Regions from separate parts of the Mus musculus genome. Here region 2 is linked to region 1. Evidence: chromatin contacts called from public promoter capture Hi-C data. All regions are on one chromosome and are shown on one strand. The core of a region is the stretch at or near the end of the contact, and the rest is flanking DNA. Distances in the headings are between cores, read along the strand shown.

What was found. Capture Hi-C pulls out chosen DNA fragments and counts their contacts.
Region 2: a contact with region 1 is called in a promoter capture Hi-C map of pancreatic islet. The contact joins two enhancer-like sites. A contact is called at or near these places in 3 of 15 datasets of contacts at CTCF or cohesin (the NIH/3T3 cell line, large pre-B cells and pro-B cells), 83 of 484 Hi-C or Micro-C datasets (the 3T3-L1 cell line, 3T3-L1-derived adipocytes, the 4T1 cell line and 54 more), 10 of 115 datasets of contacts at active chromatin or transcription factors (the 230-238 cell line, CD8 T cells, double positive thymocytes and 6 more) and 4 of 9 other capture datasets (adipose tissue, embryonic tail, liver and 1 more).

What each region holds. Positions count from the first base shown.
Region 1 is chr10:71,313,076-71,320,167 of GRCm38.p6, reverse strand. It overlaps Gm20609 (predicted gene 20609), which reads right to left. Exons shown (of 4, transcript NR_152791.1): 4 at 6,191-7,092. It also overlaps the pseudogene Rpl19-ps2. Among named protein-coding and RNA genes, the nearest start is that of Gm20609, 5.9 kb to the right of the region's middle. Within about 2 kb of position 3,922, at least 2 of the 459 cell types and tissues checked have an H3K27ac peak or open chromatin away from gene starts, as enhancers often do. A contact at or near this core is called in pancreatic islet, where this site is marked.
Region 2 is chr10:71,379,117-71,386,208 of GRCm38.p6, reverse strand. Ipmk (inositol polyphosphate multikinase) reads right to left here. Exons shown (of 6, transcript NM_027184.2): 6 at 324-5,004. The coding sequence ends at 4,391. Among named protein-coding and RNA genes, the nearest start is that of Ipmk, 35 kb to the right of the region's middle. Within about 2 kb of position 4,383, at least 26 of the 459 cell types and tissues checked have an H3K27ac peak or open chromatin away from gene starts, as enhancers often do. A contact at or near this core is called in pancreatic islet, where this site is marked.

The sequences.
Region 1 (7,092 bases), core at 2,673-5,172:
AGTTCACTTAGTTGTCTCTCTAGCTTGGTAATGGGAGACCCCAGCATGCTGGACTTCTGCAGAATAAAACACTCTTTGCATTTACGTAATGGGGTATCATTCTTTGGGGAATCATGGACCCTTACAGGAACACTCAGTCTTATCTGAGGGTTTGTGGATATTTGTCAAACCTTCCTCTTAGGCTTAGGGAGCTGTGTGGAAGAAGAGGCAGAAAGAATGCGAGAGCCAGAAGGGATGGAAGACACCAAGAAGTGACAGTGTCTTCCAGACACAACAGGACTGATACACATATGACCTCAGCAACTGTGGCAACACATGTAAAACTTTCTCAGATTTAAATCCCAGCACAGACAGAGAAGAAGTAGGCGTGCAGTCCCATACCTAACCAAAAACCACTTGCTGGGAAAGGTAAAATCAGTTTTCTCCAATGGAGTGTCACTGAGGATATCAGCCACACTCCAGGGCAAGCCTTGTACCCAAGAGTATTTGACAAACACAAAATAGACTGTTTCTTTGTGTGCTTTTTTGCTTTGGGATTTACTGTTGTTGTTGTTGTCGTCATCGTCATTGTTGTTGTCTTATTGGAATTTTGTTTGTTTTAATTGTTTTGTGCTTTGTTTTTAAGACAGGGAGCAGGAAGTTGGGTGGGTAGGGAGGTAGAGAGGATCTTGGAGGATTTGGGAGAGGGATAAATATGGTCAAATGTATGAAAATCATTTTTTTGTTGTTAATGGACAATGGCTTGTTTTATTTCAATGACTGATCCACGTGAGGCCACAGACAGGCCACTATGTACAGACATGAGGGAAGCTTTATTTCTTGGTCTCTTCCTCCTTGGACAGAGTCTTGATGGCCTCTTCCTTCTTGGCCTGGAGGCACTCCTCTCGGCACTTTCGTGCTTTCTTGGTCTTAGACCTGCGAGCCTCAGCCTGGTCAGGCAGGAGCTCTTGCGGGCCTTGTCTGCCTTCAGTTTGTGGATGTGCTCCATGAAGATCCGCTTGTTTTTGAATACATTCCCTTTGACCTTCAGGTACAGGCTCTTATACATATGGCGGTCAATCTTCTTAGATTCCTGGTATCTCCTGAGAAGCTGGCGCAGGATCCTCACCCTTCTCATCCAGGTCACCTTCTCAGCATCTGAGCATTGGCAATACCCTTCCTCTTCCCTATGCCCATATTCCTGTCCTTCCATCTGGCCAAGGTGTTTTTCTGTCAGCGAGCCCAGGAATGGACAATCACAGGCTTCCGGATGATCAGCCCATCTTTGATCAACTTCCTGATCTGCTGGCGGGAGTTGGCATTGGCGATTTCATTGGTCTTTTTTGGGGTCCAACCAGATCTTCCTTTTCCTACAGTGGAGGGTACTAGAGGCAAGCCTCTTCTGTAGCCTGAGCATACTCATGGCTTTGGACATAGCATCAAAAGGAAAGAGCCTATGAAAAACAGTTTAAGAAAAAATGATAATAATGAAACTCCACATGCAGGATCAAATGAAAGTACCCAAGCTTGTGTTACCTTCACACGCATCCTACACTATGAGAAGCATTCCCAGGAACGTCCTTATGGGCAGAACATGCCCTCTGCTCTTCTGATGTTCCGAAGGATAATGAATTTGACTTTTCACCCCTCTTGGTAAGAAGCATTTGACTAACACTCTAGTTGTATGTTTCTTCCTCTTACAGCATGTGTTCATTAGTGTGGTAAGTAGGCGGTGTGTGCTACATGAGCAACACTCCCACTTCATGGCCTGTGGAAGGTTGTGTGTGCTAAGCGAGACTCTGCCAGCTGAGCTACATCCCAGTGCCATCTTTTATCTCTCTCCTATTTGAGGGGACTGTTGCAGACAATGCAGAGATATAGGCTCCCACTCATCCCACATTACCTGTGGACAATCTTTCTTCTTCTTCTTCTTCTTCTTCTTCTTCTTCTTCTTCTTCTTCTTCTTCTTCTTCTTCTTCTTCTTCTTCTTCTTCCTCTTCCTCCTCCTCCTCCTCCTCCTTCTTCTTCTTCTTTCCCCTTCTCCTTCTTAAGATTTATTTATCTTATATATTTGAGCACACTGTAGCTGTCTTCAGACATACCAGAAGAGGACATTGAATCCCATTACAGATGGTTATGAGCCACCATGTGGTTGCTGGGATTTGAACTCATGACCTCTGGGAGAGCAGACAATGCCCTTAACCGCTGAGCCATCTCTCCAGCCCAAGGCCCTTCTTAATATGAGTAGAGCTTATCATTTCCTCTCTCATAAGTACCTCCTCACCTGCCTGGTATTTAACACTCTACTTACTGCTTAGTGTTCCCAACTTGTCTCCGTATCCCAGCCCCCATGCCTGCTTACCTGATTCCTCTATGTGACATGTTCTTCCTCACTCTTGTTTTGTGATGCCAGATAGTGAACTTGGGGCCTTGTGAGTGCTAAGAAAGCTGAGCTAGACCTCCGGTCCAGGATGACTTTCCTTTTATATGTATTTTCTCAGTAAGTCTTTCTGCCTTTACACTCAAGCTTTCTGAGTAATTTTAATTGGCTGTGCGCTGTGTATGAAGTATATCATATAAATATAACTTGTGGCAGGACATGGTTAGTCCCAGTACCCCAGAAGCAGAGATAAGATCACTGAGTTCCAGGCCAGTCTGGTCTATGTAGCAAGTTCCAGGCTAGCCTGAGCTATACAGTGAGACCTGATCTCAGATAGATAGATGGATAGATAGATAGATAGATAGATAGATAGATAGATAATGTTATTTGCTTATAATCCAACTATTCTTCCTTTTAATATATCTTACTGTGTTTGGACTAGCACCAGACAAGTCTCTGTCCCATAATTTTAAATTATTTCTTTTTCTTTTTCTTTTCTTTTTTTTTTTTTTTTTTTGGTTTTTCGAGACAGGGTTTCTCTGTATAGCCCTGGCTGTCCTGGAACTCACTTTGTAGACCAGGCTGGCCTCGAACTTAGAAATCTGCCTGCCTCTGCCTCCCGAGTGCTGGGATTAAAGGCATGCGCCACCACGCCCGGCTTAAATTATTTCTTATTATTAGTTTCTTTTTTAAAATGATGCTTGGGCTGGTGAGATGGCTCAGTTGGTAAGAGCACCCGACTGCTCTTCCGAAGGTCCAAAGTTCAAATCCCAGCAACCACATGGTGGCTCACAACCACCCGTAATGAGATCTGATGCCCTCTTCTGGTGCGTCTGAAGACAGCTACAGTGTACTTACATATAATAAATAAATAAATCTTAAAAAAAAAAAATGATGCTTCACTCTGTGTGTCATGTTCTGGTTCGTTTGGGAGTTTCTTTTGTTGAATTTAAAAGCTTGCAACTTTAGATGTGTTTTGGTTTTTTTTTTTTTTTTAATGAGAAAGTATATTTAACCCTGTATGTGTTTGGTAGCATCTGCAGATTAACACACAGCAGGAGATGACTGAATGTAGAGAGGGGGAGAAAGAACAGATGGTTGTCGCAGGCTTTCGAAGGGAGTGCACCCTGGGATGCTGCAGAAAGCGCAAGGCTATGATTACCCTCAAACCATGGAGAGTCGCGCCTATGGTTAGACTTAAGTGACAAACAAGAAGTGAGAAATGCAGTGGAGAATTAAAAAACAAACAAACAAACAAGCAAACAACGGGGGAACCTAGAAAGCACCTTAACTCAAAGAGAGTTTAGCATGAAAGTCCAACCTGTCAAAGAAAAAGCTTGAAGTAGAAATTTCTGGTTGTGTCGCATGATCCAGACCCACGGGATGTTTTGCTGAAGCGAGACCGCAGAGAGAACACGTGGCATTTGGAGAGAGTATAAATAGGACTCATATACAGTGATGGGGCGCTTGCATAGCTAGCCGCGCAGTGCCTCTTTGGTGTTGAGTCTTCACTTCACTAAGAGGCACAGCAGAGAACTTCTCCTAGCAACCCTGGCTGGTCCTGGTACCTCCTGCTGACTCGTGGCTACTCGGTGGAGGCCTGGCTGTTTGTGCTGGATCATGCCACCACTGCTAATTCAAGTTTGGTGACATTTTTGAACTGGACTGCTGGTATCCTGACAAAAGGAAATTAGAATTGTCCCCAAAGAACTGTTTCTAGGGGCTGGCGAGATGGCTCAGGGGTTGAGAGAGCCGACTGCTCTTCCGAAGGTCCCAACAACGTGGTGGCTCACAACCATCCATAATGAAATCTGATGCCCTCTTCTGGATTGTCTGGAGACAGCTACAGTGTACTTACATATAATAAATAAATAAATCTTAAAAAAAAAAAAAAAGAACTGTTCCTAAACAGGTCCACATCCTCTTGTCCTATTTACCATCTTTTCTCCCATATCTTTGCATGGTGAGCTAGAAGGGGCAGAGGCCAAACGGTTTGAGAACCCTTATTAAAGTAGGTTTTGAAAAAATCTAAGCCGACAAAAGATAAATCATTCAAAGGATGTTGCTGAAGTGACTGGGTAGCCAACAGAGGAAAAATCTTAGACCCTCTCCTACACAACACTGAAGATTAAATATATCAAAAAAATTGTTCAGTAATGAAGACTTTTCTTTCTTTCTTTCTTTCTTTCTTTCTTTCTTTTTTTTTTCTTTTCTTTTCTTCTTTTTTTTCTAAGACAGGGTTTCTTTGTGTAGCCTTGGCTGTCCTGGAACTCACTCTGTAGACCAAGCTGGCCTCGAACTCAGAAATTCGCCTGCCTCTGCCTCCCAAGTGCTGGGATTAAAAGCATGCACCATCACGCCCAGCGAAGACTTTTTTTTTTTAAGATTATTTACATATTTTATGTATATGAGTACACCATTGCTCTCTTCAGGCATACTAGAAGAGGGCATCAGATCCCATTACAGATGGTTGTGAGCCACCATGTGGTTGCCGGGAATTGAATTTAGGACCTCTGCAAGTGCAGTCAGTGTTCTTAACCACTGAGCCATCTCTCCAGCCCACTAATGAAGAATTTTAAAGCAAGTTCCAGATTCATCCGCCTCCCAAGAGACTCTATAGTTTTGGAAGATTGGATGATATTTTTAGATTTTTAGGTAAAGAGTTTATAACAGTATTTCTACATTAATAACATTCTTGTCTTTGTGGAGGATGATTTTATCTGTTTATCATTATTTCCAGTTGTACCCATTTTCCTGCCACGACATTCTTCTTTTCTTTTTCCAATGTAATATTTTCACCAACTGTTTAGGAATTTCACATCATGTACCTTGATCACACTCATTTCCCAATCCTCTCAGGTCTGTCCCCCAAATCTTATGACACACTCCCCCCAAAAAAGAAGAAACAGTAAGTCCAATTCACATTCCCCATATACTCTCTGGAGAATGGTCAGACTCCTTGGTGGCCAGTCCTTTAAAGAACACTGAGTCCTTCCCGACCTGCACCCCTGCCAGAAGCCATCCATCATGGAGACTAAGCTTCAGCATCCTTATCTCAGTTTTTATGAGTTGTCTTTGATGACTTTCTGTCTAGACCGTTAACTTTTTTTTTTTAAAGAAGGGATCAGGGTTGTCACAGAAGTTTCTATGTCGCCCTTTCTCAACTGAGTCTACAGCCATCTGAACCACTGCAAAGGTAGCTCCCTTGCCCTTTAGAGTCATCAGGGGCGTGATAAAGGGCTTCTACGTGGTCTCCAGCCCCAGCACGTGCCACAGACCTCAGTGTGGTCTCCAGTGGCTGTATCATCCACGGACATCAACACGGCCCTCTGCCATGCTATCATAGCCCTTGGCAGCAGCACAGACCAAGGACATCTGACTGGCCCTATGTATAACATTTTTATTTCATTCATTCATTCACTTTTGAGACAGCCAGTGTTTCTCTGGAACTGATTTCTGCTGGCTGTCCTGGAACTCACTCTCTACACCAGACTGGCTTCAAACTCAGAGATCCATCTTCTTCTGCCTCCCAATTGCCAGGATTAAAGGTATGCACCACTACCTCCAGGTCAGCATTTTTATTTTAAAAATTTATTTATTATTATATGTAAGTATACTGTAGCTGTCTTCAAATGCACCAGAAGAGAGCATCAGATCTCATTACAGATGGTTGTGAGTCACCATGTGGTTGCTGGCAATTGAACTCAGGACCTCTGGAAAAGCAGTCAGTGCTCTTAACCACTGAGCCATCTCTCCAGCCCTTTATTTTAAAATGCTACACTGCTTAGAAAAATAGAAGTCTGCAGAAAAAATCACAGACATACAAATATTCCTTTCAATACTTTATATTGATGAAATTTTTTATTTAATAAAAAACTCATAACATTTAGACGAACAGAACTCTGTAGAAATTCAAGGATTGGGTATAATTCTATTTCTTTCTTGTCTCATCTCCAGAGTATCAGGATTGTAGATGTCCAAAAGGCGCCTGTCACCTTATATATGGTGGTGTGAGGCAGGCAGATCACTGGAAACAGGAGAGTTGAATCTCTGCCTAGATCATTATGGAGCCTTCTCCACAAATCTCCCATCAGGCTCACTGTGAGTCCCTACACTCAGAAGTACCGGTGAGGGTTCACTGTGAGCAGTTGTCACTATGGAGGAGGACTCAGACCCAGAGTTTCATATGGCAACAGGCTGGACAAGAACACCTCTAGCAGGACTAGAGGAAATTCTGCATATTAAACAAGGAGACCTGCACTCTTTCCTTCTGTTTTCTTCCCTTACCAATTCCCTCCTCACCCTGTCCCAACATAAAAATCAAAGAAAATGTTGACATACACAGAGATCCCTAAAGTATACCCACCCATGACTTCAAACTGAGGCCAAAGAGCCAACGACTACAGACTCCTGAGGCAAACATCTGGTATGGAAATGAGAAGCGAACGAACAACAGAAGAAATTTGAAGATTTTAGCTTCAGTCCAAGCATTATGACAGAGAGTCTGGGGACTGTAGCCCAGTGAGAGACCATTACTTCTTGCTACAGCCCTGAGTTCTATTCCCAGCACTGGACAAACAAGCAAAGAGTAACCTTCTGTGGTGAAATCACTTACCTCATCATAGTCATTAAATTATTAACCTCACAACTGGAGAGAACCAGAGGTCCCAAGTTCAATTCTCTACAACCACAGCCATCTGTACTTACATACATAAAGTAGATAAATAAAATTG
Region 2 (7,092 bases), core at 3,134-5,633, 66 kb before region 1:
GTTGAGTGTCTTTTTTGGTGTTAATGATTTATTTTTATTTTATGTGCCCTGGTATTCTGGTTGCATGTATGTGTGTGTATGTAAGGGGTGCGGGATCTCTTGGAGATGGAGTTACAATACAAGGGAAGAGTAGGGGGAATTGTCTTCTAAGGCAACTATGTAGCCTACATGAGCAACTAACTGTGTAGGTGGTGGGAATTGAACCTGGCTCATTTGGAAGAGGAGCCGGTGTTCTTAACTTCTGAAGTATCTATCTCTCCAGCCCCGTGAGTGTCTTTTACATCATTCTTAACTTGTTCAGATGTGCTAATCAACGGAAGACGTTCCAATGCAAAACATTTTAATAAGTTGTTGAATGTACAGTTATTAGAGTTATCTAAATATCGCTTATAAAAATTGGTATATCACATTAGATGATTCTACAAACACAGTGATGAGCCTTGCACTCCAAGACTATCCCATCAATAGTACAAATTACAAACACTGAGAAAAAGAAAGCTAGAGACATTTCCACCAAAGTACAGGGATACATTCATTCATCAAGTAACAGGGGGCGGGGACTGGCACTGCTGCCTGGATGTTACTAAGGACACAACTGGGTGTGATTTCCCATCTTCCACCACAGATCCCACAGCCAAGTGTCTATGTGTGCCTTTCGCTACAGGGGACCAGAAACCCTATCTTCAATAACTAACCTTTTAATCTTTTAAGTGGACACCAGGCCAAAGTTTCACCACACCACACGTTTCTACTGTTTTTGGTTTTGTTTTTGTTTTTTTTTAATTTGACTGTCTGATTTACTGGCACGAATCATGGTGGTTTTTGATAGAAGCTATCGAAGCAAGTGGGAAGACACACTATCGACAGCCAAGAGGCTGAATCTGTCTCCAGATATCAGTATTGGATGTTATAACAACAGAGTTGCTCTGAAGTCAAGAAATACCTTCATGTCCGCTGACAAGTCTGAAATCCCAGCAATCTGAAAACTTGAGATTTAAAAGGTTTGCACCAGCGAGGAGCAACCATAGTCACACTGTGCTATTTATTATTCCAAAGGCGACGGCTGAATGTACCTTTACAAGCATGTCTTAAGAGCGCTCTTTTTCAGGCTGTTTTAGGCTGTCTGTAACTGCCCCAGCTGGAGAGTCAGCGGTTCCCTTGATCTCAGCCCCCAATCATCTGCCTCTGTTGTAGCTCAATACTTAGCACTTCATCTTTACCCAAACACTAGCTTTAACAGCTTGAAATACAGGTGTTGGTGTGTCTCTGTTTTAAAGTCGTCCTCGTGAGCCTCTCCACCTAGACAGGGTGCTGGAGACGATCAGTCCTGACTGCTTCACCAACGCACACGTCAGGGAGAGGGGTTGAAAATACTTGGTGAGGTGCAGACTTGAGTCTGAGTGAACTGAGAGGCCAAGGCCCCCAGACACTACCCTGAGAGTAACCAAATGGACTATTCTTAAAAGGGACTTGATGTTTCTGGGTAACTGAACCATTGTAGGGGGCAAGACAAAGGGCAACGGAAGCTATGGATACACAAAAGCCACGGTCGGTTGAGGGTCTGCAAGAGAAGGACAGCTGTGTAAACGGCTGGTTCAACCAAGCACGTCTGGACATCAGACCTCAAGGGGAGTGGTATTAACAGTCAGAGCCAGTCAGTTCCCAGTTCAGCCCTTCCTCCTGCCTACACATTCCAAATCCTAACAGCAATAAAAAGATTGCAACAGAGGTAATTATAGAAATTCATTTCCCCCCAAATGTTATAAATTCGACAGTTCAGAGGCCTGACAGCGAGGGCAACACTGTGGAGATCTCGGGCAACTGCATCACAGGACGCCGGCAGGCATTCAGGAATCGGTTCTCACTCGGCCCGCAGTAACTGTCTGTCTGTAGTGTGGACAGGTAGAGTGCCCAGCCCCCTCCAAACACACAGAACAAAGCATCGCATACTAATTTAACACCACAGCCATCAGAGCCACTTACATACATTTTTCAAAACTCTCTTGAAAGACTAAATAGTTCACAATTATAATTTATGCAACTTCCATCCATATTAAAATAATTAATGTAAATACTTTATTATAAAACTATTTTACAATTTAAACTTTTATTTGAGAAATGTATTCACACCCACAAGTCCTTTCCATGAGTGCATCCCATAAGGAACACACTCAAATCATGTTGGGGGGGCTAAGAGGGGGCGGCTAGCATCACCACCAGTTCAAACCACCTCCTCATTTGCTCATTTCTTAAATATCCGTGTGTTCACATATGCATGGTTAGTGACAGATGCCTCTTCCCCAAAGTGGCAAATCTCAGCATCATTTTTAAAGACAGGACAGACCGGGAAACACCCACCACAGGTTGCTTACATCACGAACATGTTGATCATGGCATCAAGGAGCACAAAGTAACACAAAGTGGCCAGCAGTTGGGAAACTGTAAACGAGAAGAACTGGATGCTCACCCCTTCCCTGAGAAGCAGGGGGAAGAATCACTTCCTGTTTTATTCAGACAAAACCTACTTGTCGAAAAGGCAGGATGCTGGCTTCCGAAATGTTTGAAACAGCTGTAGATCAGAGACTTTACTAAGCTGAAGTGTGCCCAAAGCTTCGAATACTCAAGTTTCCCAATTCCTCATATATAGGCTGATACCATCTCAAACTGCCTCTTAAGAGCCAAAATAGTGTTCAGCAGATGGGCTTGAGAGTTCCTGAATCACACCCAGATAACAAGTCAATATTGTAAGAAAAACAGTCAAACTGAAAGTTTTCTAATAATTATCACTTAAAATTCACTCCCACAAAATGAGAGAAACAAAAATAGGTATAGCCAGTCCACACCTGGGCAGAGAATGTGTCGTTCTTGCAGGTCTGAGAACACCTGCAGCCTCCCAGAGAAAACCCCTAAAAGGCACGTTAACCAGACCCACTCTGGTTAATGACCCATTCCTTTCCGGCTCACATTTGAGCGTGGGCATTTGCAAACTACATTTGGACTGTAAAAGTTCCTCCACATTACAGAAAATGGTTCTTGGATTTTGCAGTTTGATTTGTAAACCTCAAGGAAAAAAGAGGTGAAAAGGAAAAAAAGGTCAGGTCGTGACTCAAAGCTTGTCTAAAAAGGACAAGCTGTTCAGTTATTTTATCACATCAGCGGGTCAAAGGGCAAGCAAGCACAGCAAAAAGATTTGCAAATTTAATTTCAGTTTTGAAAACACTTTAACGACAGCTTTGAAAAAGGTGGTAGTGGTAAAATAAACATGACACTTATAAATATCTTTTTTTTCAAGGAAAAGTTGCCTGCCTGTTGCTCCGAGTGAAATTAACTAGGACCTCTCTGTTAGACACCACGGGAGTGAGACCTAAGCAGGGTTCCTCCAGTGCACTGGGCACAACGTTCTGTTGTGAGACCTAAGCAGGGTTCCTCCAGTGCACTGGGCACAGCGTTCTGTTGTGAGACCTAAGCAGGGTTCCTCCAGTGCACTGGGCACAGCGTTCTGTGGATGCTTAACCAAATTCTGAGAGATAATGTTTATGCTAAGGCTTAAAAAGTCAATGGGGATACATTTTAAAGAATGGATTTTCTAAAATGGAAGACTCTCAAAAATTAAAGAAGAGATAAAACAAAGTTTCCACCATTCACCTCTCGGGAGCCTCACTGGTAATAAAAAGAGGGTGTTTTATGACAGCTTTCACAACATAGTAAATGAAGACTTTTCCATAAATGAAATTCTTTAAAACAAAAGAAAGAAAAGGGTAATATGTTCTTTACAAATATCTCTCTTCTCTTGACCCTAGGGAGGAAAATTTGTGCTGTTAGCTGCTGCCGGCCACCTGACACTCCCCTTCCCATGATGCTCAGCACAGAGCAGACAGGACCGGGAGGGAGCCCTGCTGGCTTAAGCACCTTTCTTTCATTCGCTGCGCTGCACTCTGCCTTTAATATAGAACCCACAGAGCCTCGTTTCCGTGTAAAATCTTCTCCAGTTTTAGGGACCTTTCTAGATCTTAGGATGGTCTGATAAAGTCATAGTTTAGGGTCGGCTCACTGGCAAGGTTGGGTGGACAGATTTCATGGTGACTGGCTACAGAAAGCTATGTGACCTCTAAATGACTGCGTAATGATTTGCGAGTGTTACAGCTGTTTGCTCCGTGTTCCACACACTCCCTGCTCGACATTCCTTTTTCTTTATTCTTCATAGTTTTCTAATGAACAAATTAGTATTCCTGAGTAAGAATATAAAAAAGTTAACCATCTACCAAAAGTATAAAGACAAATAAAACGCTGACTCACAATACAAATTTTTTACAGAGCAGTACAGGTGCTCGGCTAACGCCTGCAGCTCTCCATGGTGATTGGCCCGCTCCTTCACAGACTGCAGCAAGACTCAACTGTCTAAAATACTCCGAAGCACGGCAATTAGATGCTTCAGACCGTAAACATACCCCTCATCGACTGTGTTGCTAGGGAACACGTGAGCAAAGTCTATCATCCGTACTTCCGCTTCCGGGATCTCCGGACGACCCGCGGGAAGGTGGTAGAACACCTTTTCCAGTTGGGCAAGCACGTTTCCGTTTAAGTGTTCCTGGGACATGCTTCTCCACCCGTTGTCTTGCTCCAGCGTTTCGACTTTCAGGGAAGTCTGACTCTGGTGCTTTTTTGCATACAGCTTTCTGTGCCTCGAGTACGCCTTCGATAAGCTCTTGCCCACCGACATCCCGTTGGGCGGGGCGCCGAACAGGTGGAAGTTGTTATTGCACTCCAGGCCGTCCGCATCCGTCAGGGGTCCTTTGGAGAGAAACCTCCCCGCCAAAGTTCTATCGTTTGCTTTTGTAGTAGCTGGCTGAGATGAACCTTCATAAACAAACAGTAAAGAACTTGCGTAAAAGTTAAGCTGCTTCTGATTTTCAAACCACTGGAGAATCTTCTCTACCTTCTGAATACTGGCGGCAATCGCATCTTTTCTTAAACAGAAGCCATTGTGGAAAAACTTGGAGACGCCTGTAACGAAATACATCAGAGTCGGGGTTAAACTGTGCAGCCCAGTCACTTATAGAGTGTGCTCACAGCAGGTGAAATCCTTCACTTTGGCCAGGTGATGGTGGCTCACACCATTAATCCCAGCATTCAGGAGGCAGAGGCAGGTGGACCTGAGTTTGGGGCCAGCCTGGTCTACAGAGTGAATTCCAGGACAGAAAGGGCTACATACAGAAACCCTGTCTCGAAAAAAACCAAGATAATAATAATAATAACAACAACAACAACAACAACAACAATAATAATAATAATAATAATAATTAATAAAAAACCCACCTTACTATTTAACCACACTTGGGAATCTACAGCTTAGGCAAATTACTCTTATGTAACTCAATCAACAGGGCAATGCAAGTCCAAACTGCTTTTGAAATTTTATCTTACAGAATGGCCAAGATCAATAAAACAGGTGACAGCTCGTGCTGGAGAGGACGCGGAGTAAGGGCACTCACTCTCTTCCATTGCTGGTGGGAGTGCAAACTTGTACAACCGCTATGGAAATCAGTGTGGGGTTGCCTCAGGAAGCTGGAATAGCTCTACCTTAAGATTCAGCTAGCCCACTCTTGGGCATCTACCCAAAGGATGCTTCATCCCACTGCAGAGACGACACTGGCTCAGTCGTGTTCACTGCTGCTCTATTTATAATAGCCAGAGATTGGGAGCAACCTAGGGATGTGTCGGCAGATGAATGAATAGAGGAAATGTGGTACATTTACAAAACTGAGTACTACTCAGCTGTTGGAAGGAAGGAAGGAAGGAAGGAAAGAAGGAAGGAAGGAAGGAAGGAAGGAAGGAATTGTGAAATTCACAGGTAAATGGATGGAGTTAGGAAGAAAAAATATCATCTCAGTGAGATTATCCAGACCCCCCCAAAAAAAAAACCAAATACAGTATGCATTCATTTATATGTGAATGTCAATCTTCAATAGACAGGCTACAATCCATACAACCACAGGTTAGGGCTATAGTAAGGGACCAAAGGAAAGGGTTAATCCCCCTAGGGAGGAGAAATAGAATTGTTATTGGGGAGGCAGGGGTTGGATGAGAGTGGCCTCCACAGGCTCACAGACTTGAATGCTTGGTCACCAGGGAGTGGCACTAATTGAAAGGATTAGGAGGTGTGACCTTGCTGGAGTAGGTATGGCCTTGTTAGAGTGTGTCACTGGGGAGTAGGCTGAGGTTTCAAGCACCCAAGCCAGGCACAGTGGCTCTCTCTTCATGCTGCCTTCAGGTCTGGATGTAGAACTCTCAGCTACCATGTCCGCCTGCACACTCCATGTTCCCCACCATGACATTAATGAACTTAACCCTCTGAGACTGTGAGCAAGCCCTGACTAAATGCTTTCCTTTGTAAGAGTCATCGTGGTCATAGCGCCTCTTCACAGCAATAGAGCACCAATAAGACAGGGAGGGACCGTTTGAGAGGTGATATGGAACCTAATACAGTAGAAGCTTCCTAAAATATGTACCTATTATGAAGGTGAGCTAAAGGAAACTGCCAAATAACTGGGAGACAGAGCCCCAGCTGGACATCTCTCATCACCAAAGGAGGCCTCCAGATGAAGGAATGGCTGACATCTAATTGAGTTGTTGGGAACTCCCAAGCAACTCAGGCTGTTGCCAAGACCATTGGCTGCTACGCACAAACTGATAGTCAGGTCCTCTTGCTGAAATACCTACACAGCTTGTTGAACATGAAGAAGTCAGGCTGGTCCTACCTAGAGCCTTCACCCCTGATTCCTAGTGGTTATGGTGCCAGAGGGTACTCTGCACACTTCCAAAGGAGAAAGGTAAACGCCAACCCAGCTACAAACCCTCTGATAGTCAATGGTGGACTAACCAACCAATATCTGATTTGAGGTGAGGCTCACTGTGTGAGGTGGAACCCATTCCCAATACTGCTCAGGTGGCCAAGAACCAGAGACCAGATAGACCAGGAACCTATGAGAAACCAACTGCTACCGATTGGAGCGGTGAAATGATCCGTAATGGCACTGTGCTATACTCATGCACAGGCAGGCGCCTTTGCCCAGCCATCATCAGAGAAGGTTT